Regions from separate parts of the Mus musculus genome. Here region 1 is linked to region 2. A link is a contact called in public Hi-C data. All regions are on one chromosome and are shown on one strand. Each heading gives the region's core, a stretch centred on a gene start, on an enhancer-like site or on the middle of the called end of the contact. The rest is flanking DNA. Distances are from core to core; before and after follow the strand shown. Region 1 overlaps Spata6 (spermatogenesis associated 6). Region 2 holds the start of Spata6 (spermatogenesis associated 6).

Region 1 (4,147 bases), core at 294-2,793, 97 kb after region 2:
GTCCAGGGTTGTCCTCTCCCCTATTAGAGCTCAACTGTTTTTTCATCCTCCACTTTCCGACAATTTTGATTGTTTATATTTTTCAGAGTATGTTCTATAAGATCCTTAAACAGTCTCCTTTATAATCCTCATGTAGGGTGTTGAGTGTAAATATTAATTTAACAACTGATTTTTATTTAAGTGTCTTCTCCGGTCATTTTATTTGCCTGAAGTGTTTTAATAGGTTGCTATAGGTGGACTCATTGGACCAGTGTTTGTGAATTTTGGTATTTTATCTGTAGCTTTTATGTCATTAGTTTAGGTGCATATAAAATTCCTAGGTTACTATTCGCTAAAGATATTTTGACCTCCTTGTAATTTTTTTATAGCAGGTATTCAAAGGGAAGAGAGAGGGGGGAGTGTTTGAAGCTTATTAATCACATTCAGACATTGTACTATTTCTTTATTGAGGGCTGTTTTATGGTTTCATTATATATTTTAAATTTTTATGAACATGTTTATAATTCTTTGTCATTTTTTCTGTTTCCTGGCCTTTGAGTTCTTTCTCAGGAACTTCTGTGACAATATGTTGGGTCTAATTTTCACAGATGCTGCTTAGTTTTTGCCAACTTAACAAAAAATGTAGACTTATCTGGGAAGGGGGAATCTCAACAGAGGCATTGCCGCCATCAGATTGGCCTGGTCATGTCTGTGAGGCATTTTCTTGATGGTTGATGTAGGAAGGCCCAGCCAAATGTGGGCATGTGAGCTCCTCCCTCGGCTTCCATCAATGATAGACCATAACGTGGACACCAAATAAACACTTTCTTCCCCAAGTTGTTTTTAGTCAGTGTTTTATCACAGCAAAAAAAGAAGCAAACTGGACACAAAGTGATACCAGAGAATGGGATTTTGCTGGAATGGATATGACCATGTGGTGCTTTTGCCTTGGAATGTTCTGTGGGAGGGAGGTAGAGGAGGATTTTGAAGAGTTGGACTCAAAAATCCAGTTAGTGCTCCAAGCACAGTGAGCTGTTCCGGCAACGTGGAAGATAATGCAGAGGGAACTGAAGGCCGGCTTGGTGATCTTTAAGAGAATCTTTGGGGCTTTTCATGAGATATTTTTGACCATGAATCTGAGGAACTAAAAATCTTTGTTCCACTGGGACAATTGATGCTACTTAGCTTGGGCTAACAAAAAAAAAAAAAATCAGTTGTGACTAATTAATAAGGGAACAGTATCACTGATGTCAAATTTCTAGGAAGTTTTCCCCAGAATTCAGCACACAGAACTTGTGGTCCGGAGCAGCTTTAGGCTGCATCTCAGGCTGACAGCTGAACATGGCATGTAATTTGTAAAAGTCTCAGACCTGCTACTGGTTTTGAAGGCATGAAGGGATCTGGGATTGCAGCTGAGGCTTGACACCCTTGGCAGGGTCAGGGTCCCTGCGGAGAGGCCATCAGGCCCTCAGTGAAGATGCAGCACAGCTACAGTGCAGACCTCGGGATTGGAAGGATGCTGTCTAGCTTTTTGTTTGCTGTCTTTTCCTCTCTCACCAACTCATGGTCTTTCTTTGTGAAATTATTTCTTCCTAAGCGTTTTACTGTTTCACACATACTAGGTAAGCACTCTACCACTTATATTTTTATCAATACTTTTCTGAAGTTTCAGAGACAAAATATAATTTAGTGTAATTTTTAAAATAATTTTATTCCCCCCAAATATACAGTACAGTTTCTGATATATCTTGGCTTTCTTTCTCTTCCATTTGCATAGAATTTTAAATTTTCTTTCCTCCTATTTCTCTGTTTAATTTGGATTCTGTTCCCAGGTGTTATTTTACTGTGTGGTTTTATGAAGAAAGGAAACTTTGCCTGTTAGTTTTGAGAGTTAATAGATCCCAGGTGGCTCTAGTTCCTGTGGAATTTCCTGTGACTCTGCGCTCACCGCTGGAGGAGTTGGAAACATCTGCCTTTGGTGGCTACCCACAAGCTGATGCACTGAGCTTCTGAGACGTTTGAAGTCACCAGGTGGATGCCACCTGGTTCTCCCCTGCCTTTTTCTTCACAACATGTCGACACCAGCCTCCTTTGTTAGTTTAGGTGCTATACTAACAGGCTGTTTTGTCACATCATTTCATTGTATGTGTTTCCTATGGAGTTTTAGTACTATTATTTGGGTAGTTTAACTTTTTACCTCCTTCATATGTATTATACCTCTTTGTGCAATAGAATGAATATTAACAAAATGTACGGTGTGTGAAACAGCATCCAGGTCAGTCACAACATGATTGGTACCCCCAGTTACTCTGGGTAATGCCTTAGGGCCCTTTCCACCAGACACCAAAGTATTCTAATATATGACAGTATCTAGATGAGTTTGATATGGCTTTGAACTTTCAACATTACAAAATTTTATGATTTCATGTCTAGTTTCTTTAGCTGATCACTGTGTGTGTAACATGAATATCTTCACTTTTCTTTTTTTTCACAGATTCAGCAAATTATGTTCCCCAAGCAAATTCTTGGGATCTAGATATGTTCATTCATTTACATGCTATCTAAGGGCATAATAGCAGTATTAAGAATTGATCTTTTACAAAGGATACCTCAGTCAGTCAGCTGTATTTGTAATTTGAGGCTAATGCTTAATATACTGCTATACACAGTGTTTTGATGTACACACACTTGATTGAAATGTAACTAAGAAGACGTTGTTGAGGGACAAAGAATTTGGATAGTCATGTGTTTAATACAATGTGTATGTTTATGTTTCTATACAATGTATCTGCATATGTATAAATACACACAACTTTATATATGGAGAAATGAGAAAAAAAAGCAGAGGAGAGGAGAGTGGGAAGGAGAGATCTTGGGAATGAGATGAACTTTACATGAATCTCATTTATGTTTTACATACATCTAAATATACCTAACACCTAAAGATGATTGTATAGAAGAATCTAAGTACTTTTAAAATCTTGACTTCTACTTTGATTTGACCCATTTTATGAGGACAGTGTGGAATTTTCTGTTTGTGACACTTTGCTGACACTCACTTTGAATCTTGAAGCATTTTGAGTTTTGGATTAGGAATTTGCCTTTTGATTTTGAATTCATGATTTTCTTATCCATGTTGTAAAAGCTGAGATTAGGTGCTAAGCCAGCTCAGCTTGCTCAACCAGGGCTTATTTAGGATTCTAGCCCATTATTTCTTCAAGCATGCCTTTTAAGAATACCATGTCTTACTTTTTGAATGTTGAACTATATTTTTAGATCTTTTGATTCTATTTCACAGGTTTCTTAAATTTTTTTAAAGCTTTTGTGTTATTTTAGTAATTTGCCTTTATGTCTGTCTGTGTACCACTGTGTGCCTCCTGAGGCCAGAATGGCATGTCAGACTCCCAAGAACTGGAGTTTCAGACACATGTGAGCCACCTGGGCATCCTGGGTACTGAAACTTGGTCCTCTAGAAGAACAGCCAGTAATCTTAACCGCTGAGTCATCTTGAGCTCTGGGCTTTTTGTATTTATCATTCTGCTTGCTTTTATTATAGCTATTTATTTTGAAAATTAATTAATTCTGATTTTTAAAATTTATTTATTTATTTATTTATTTATTTATTTTTACTGATTCCAGTGTGCTGTTTACCCTTCCTCATATATCTTCCTGGACTCATACCTGAAATTTTTAAAAATGTATGTCATTTTTCAACATACCATCAATTTTCTTGATTATATTAATCACAAAAAAATAATTTAAAGTGCCTTTCTCTATAAGTCAGTATTTAGAATATGTTTGTATTTGCATCTTTGTCTTTTTTTTCTTTTTCTCTTTAGCAGTGACAGTACCCTGGCCCTGGGTATTCTGCTTATTTTTAGATATAGTTCTGGATATGTTTAAAATGTTTTCTAGTTTCTTCATGAAGAAGGGGTTTGTTTTCTCTTCTAGGCAGGTGGCATTAAGGTCTAAATACCTCTGATCCAAAAGGGATCTGGTTTCAGTCTATTTTGAGTTTTGATAAATTCAAGTTTATCCTTAGGGTCCTAAACGGTCCCAGCTCATCTCTCACTGTGGCATTAGCCCCCACTTTAAATTACAATCATTGGGCCTTTACTAATACAATGAGGCATTTCTTTCCTGTTTGTGAGAGGTGGTAAATTGACAT
Region 2 (3,899 bases), core at 1,366-3,865:
TGCCTTTGCTCCACCATCATAGACTTTAAGCCTCTGAAACCATAAGACCCAATTAAACACTCTCTTTTATACACTGCCTTGGTCATGGCGTTTTATCACAGCAATTGAACATTAACTAAGAGACACAGATATAAGACAAAAATGACTGCTGATTGGTAATAATGAATTTAGATGTTTCTTTTTCCCATTAATTAAGAAATCTGGGCAACACTTATAATTCTTTGACAAAGAGATTTTTGCAATGCCCCAAATGGAATTTATTAATTAATCAGATACACAGGGTTACTATCAGAAAAATGACCCCATTTTCAAAATAGTAATTTACACTAAATATAGAAGAAATTCTTGTACTCATTAAACCATGTGCTATGAGTGCTCACTAGTAACCTGACAAAATCAAAAGCAAGATGGTATTGTCCATGTTGGGGCAACTAAGAGAGCTCAATAATGCAATGTTGGGAGGAATGTGGAGCTGTGACCTTCAGATGTCAGTGGAATGATTTGTTTACACTTGAATACACGCACATAAACATATTTGTACATGTAAAATTGAGGTTGTCTTCTTCCTCCCAACCTCATGCTCCTAATAATAAGACTTAGACTCAAATATATTTACAAACACCTTGGCCATATACTCTTCTTTGACTAGATCATAACTAAAATGACCAAATATTTTAACCTACATTGTGCCACATGGCTGGTTATCTGTGCTCAGGTACATGTGTACATTTTATCACATCTTCTCGGGTAAATCTTCTGGCACCTTGCTCTATCCCAGAATCCTTTCTGCCTTCTGAATGTTCCACCTTCTATGTCCTGCCTAAGCCATAGGTCATAGGTTTTTAAATTGAGTCGATGCATCCATACAATACACAAGATATTCTCTCTACATGCACATGAGAAATTAGAGATCAAGCACAAAGGAAGAAGTATATTTGCAACACAGAGCCCAGACAAAATGATTATCCGAACACATAAAATTAAAAGGAAAACAAAGAGAGAAACAATCGAATCAAAATGGTTATTGTAGCTATGAGGCTGTTTCCAGAGAGTGGATTGCTAATGAAACCCTGCAAAGGCACTCAAGCTCAGCAGTAGTCAGAGATGCAAGACTAAAGCATGACGATGAACAGAAATACAGAGACTAAAAGTGCAAACATCCATGGTGCAAAAAGTGGAAAAAAAAGCAGTCATATTTTTCTTGATGAAGCAGGAATTGGTGCAGCTTTGGAAGATGTTGCGTATTACTCTAAAGACCCCACATGTGCAAAGCCTGCACAGGCTTTCCAACTCAATACATACACATATATTAACAGACATATTCTAAAGGTTTAAAAATTATTTATCTCTGTGTTTCCATGTATACATACACATAAGTCTATCAGGATACCAGAAGTCACACCAAATCCCCTGTAGCTGGAGTTACAGGTAGCTGTAAGCTGCCCAACGTGGGTACTGGAAATTGAACTCTAGTCCTCTGGAACAGCGTGCTTTCAATTGCTGAACTACCTCTCAGTTGCTAACATATTTCAGAACCTTCATAACAGTATTGTTAATGAAAGCTAAAATATGAACGATACAAGTGCTCATCAAAAGTACATAGGATAAAGAATGTACACATAAGTCGTTGTATATTTCTGTATCATAAGGAGATAAACAAATCACAGAATATATAAGTATTAAATCTATTTAACATAAAAAAGACAAATTGAGCAGAATGTAGTTTGGAAATGCATAGAAGACTTACAGTAATGGAGGTCATTGCAGGGTTTACTATCAGGGAAAAGTTGGTAAGGCAATGCTCAAGGCATTTTCTTTTTCTTTTTCTTTTCTTTTCTTTTTTTTTTTTTTTTTTTTTTTTTTGGCTCAGTAACATCCTGTTTCTCAACTGGGTGATAAAATCACAGGTACTTTCCTCTCCATTGTTAGAATGTGCTCTAAAGTTAATGTATTAAAATTAACTTTAACATGGACTTTAACTCGACAGTTTGTTAGGTTCTTTTTATCTTTGAAGGTCTATGGCTAGGCTCCTCTATTCTGTGAGTCTGTTATTGAGAGTTCAGCCTGGGCAACAGGCATTGAGATTTGCGTAGTGGTGAACTAGACAGGAAATCCTGAAAGGAAATAGGGGCACACTGACAGAGAATCACAAAACAAGTGACTAATAAGAGGACCATAATAGTGATTCCAGAAGGCGTCTGGGATTTTACTTGAGAGATCCTGGGTTCCAGCCCTGTTTTGCCTTTGTCTTGGGCGATATTTTCCTATTTCTTATATTGGTTTTGTAAATTGTATCATAAAATACAAACTCAAGGAAGATTACTAATTATAGGATAGTTAGGAAAACTGAAACTACAGGTGTCAGCCTGTAGTTTCAGTTTTCCTAACTGAATTTGCTCATGAAACCCAGGGTTCTCAGTTCTGGGTTGAGGCCCACAGCACAGCTAGCTGTTCCCTTTCCTATGATTTGCACTCATAACTTTACGTCACAGAAGAGCCGCTCAGCCCCACCCACTGAAGCCCCTCCCACCACAATCCGGGCCCCGCCCACTGCCTCTTGCTCCGTAGTGTCCGGCCTTGGCGTGGCTCTTCCGGCCCCGCCCCTCCAGGCTGCCATGACAACGAGTCCGCGCCCCGCGCTCAGCTGCTGTTCGGGCGGGACCCAGGCTGGACCGCGGGCCCCGGCCTGGGGGCCACAGCTGCCACCTCCGCCGCCACCTCATCTCCTCCCTGTCCCTCGTCCCGCCCCGCGTCTTCCCGCCGTAGTCGGGCCGGAGGCCGGGGTCCCTCCCCGCCGCCCTACCCTGCGCGGATGCCGAAGGTGAAGGCGCTGCAATGCGCCCTGGCGCTGGAGATCCGCTCTGTGAGTACCGGCCCTGTCCCGCCTCAGCCTCCAAGTCCGCTGCCCGCCCCCGGCCCTGGGGGACTCCTGGAAATCTCCAGTGCTTTCCCACTCCAGCCTCTCGGGGGCCTCACCCCAACTTCCAGTTGGAGTGCTTTTGGATCTCTTCCTCACCACTTCGGAGTTCCGCTCCTGGGGCAGTAGTTCCTTTGAATTCTGCTTTACTCTTTTGGTGAGGAACTCCTGAACCCTTGCTCCAGTCTGGGGTGTGTAGCATTTCCGCTTTCAGATCCTTCCCCTAGCTTCCAGTTAAAGTAGGAACGCCTTTTCAGTCATGGTGGAGTCCCTAACTCCAAAAACAACTTACTTGTGACGTCATTGCACCAAGTTTTCTTAGTTTCTCCTCTCAGAATAAACCCAACTCCTCAGAAGCCACTTCAGCTCTTCCCTCCAGTACCCAAACACTCCAGACTTTGCATCCTTCCAATCCTCCCAAGAAAGACCTGGTCAGCTTTTCGGACAACTACTGCTTGGAGCTTGTAACTCCACTCATCTACTCTCAATTCAGGGGACTCTGTCCAGCCTCCTTCAGTAAATCTAGTTGAGGTGGGGAGCCCCTCCTGCCATCCAGTGAGGGGCTGAGGTCTTTCCGGGTGTTGAGAAGCCCCAACTCCCTTTGATAACTGCAGTCTCCTTCAGAGATTTTTGAAGTCCTTCAGTGTCATTCCCAAGAGACCCCCTTTCTCCCCTTAGAGGAGAGGCATTCTAGGAGAACCTCTTCAATTTCTTATTCTGCTGCTTTTCACGCCTTTATCCTTGAAATGCCCTCATTAAGACTCAGCCTACTTGTTGGTATCACTGCATAAGTAGGGATAACAGTACATATTCCCTGTCATTTTCTGGGCCTGCCCCAAGGGGCTCTCTGGCATTACCACCCCCACCCCTGTTGGCCTCCAAACTAAGCTTTTCTCTGCACTTACCCCACGCTTGCTGCACTCACTTCTTTCTGGCCTTCATTTCCTCTCCTTGTGGCTGCAGCAGCCCTGAACTTAAACCA

What was found. Hi-C and Micro-C count contacts between places; a contact is called where the count stands out from the background.
Region 1: a Hi-C map of DN3 thymocytes shows a contact between it and region 2, with 4 times the contacts expected there. The contact joins the enhancer-like site here to the promoter of Spata6 in region 2. A contact is called at or near these places in 1 of 39 promoter capture datasets (the C10 cell line), 3 of 484 Hi-C or Micro-C datasets (DN3 thymocytes, nephron progenitors and pro-B cells), 2 of 115 datasets of contacts at active chromatin or transcription factors (bone marrow-derived macrophages and embryonic stem cells) and 3 of 9 other capture datasets (adipose tissue, liver and pancreatic islet).

The regions. Positions count from the first base shown.
Region 1 is chr4:111,815,723-111,819,869 of GRCm38.p6, forward strand. The region is part of intron 11 of Spata6 (spermatogenesis associated 6); the gene reads left to right. Among named protein-coding and RNA genes, the nearest start is that of Slc5a9, 85 kb to the right of the region's middle. Within about 2 kb of position 1,544, at least 25 of the 459 cell types and tissues checked have an H3K27ac peak or open chromatin away from gene starts, as enhancers often do. A contact at or near this core is called in DN3 thymocytes and pro-B cells, where this site is marked.
Region 2 is chr4:111,717,395-111,721,293 of GRCm38.p6, forward strand. It overlaps Spata6 (spermatogenesis associated 6), which reads left to right and starts at 2,616. Exons shown (of 13, transcript NM_026470.3): 1 at 2,616-2,863. The coding sequence starts at 2,813. Gm33192 (a long non-coding RNA gene) reads right to left here. Exons shown (of 2, transcript XR_376552.3): 1 at 3,823-3,899.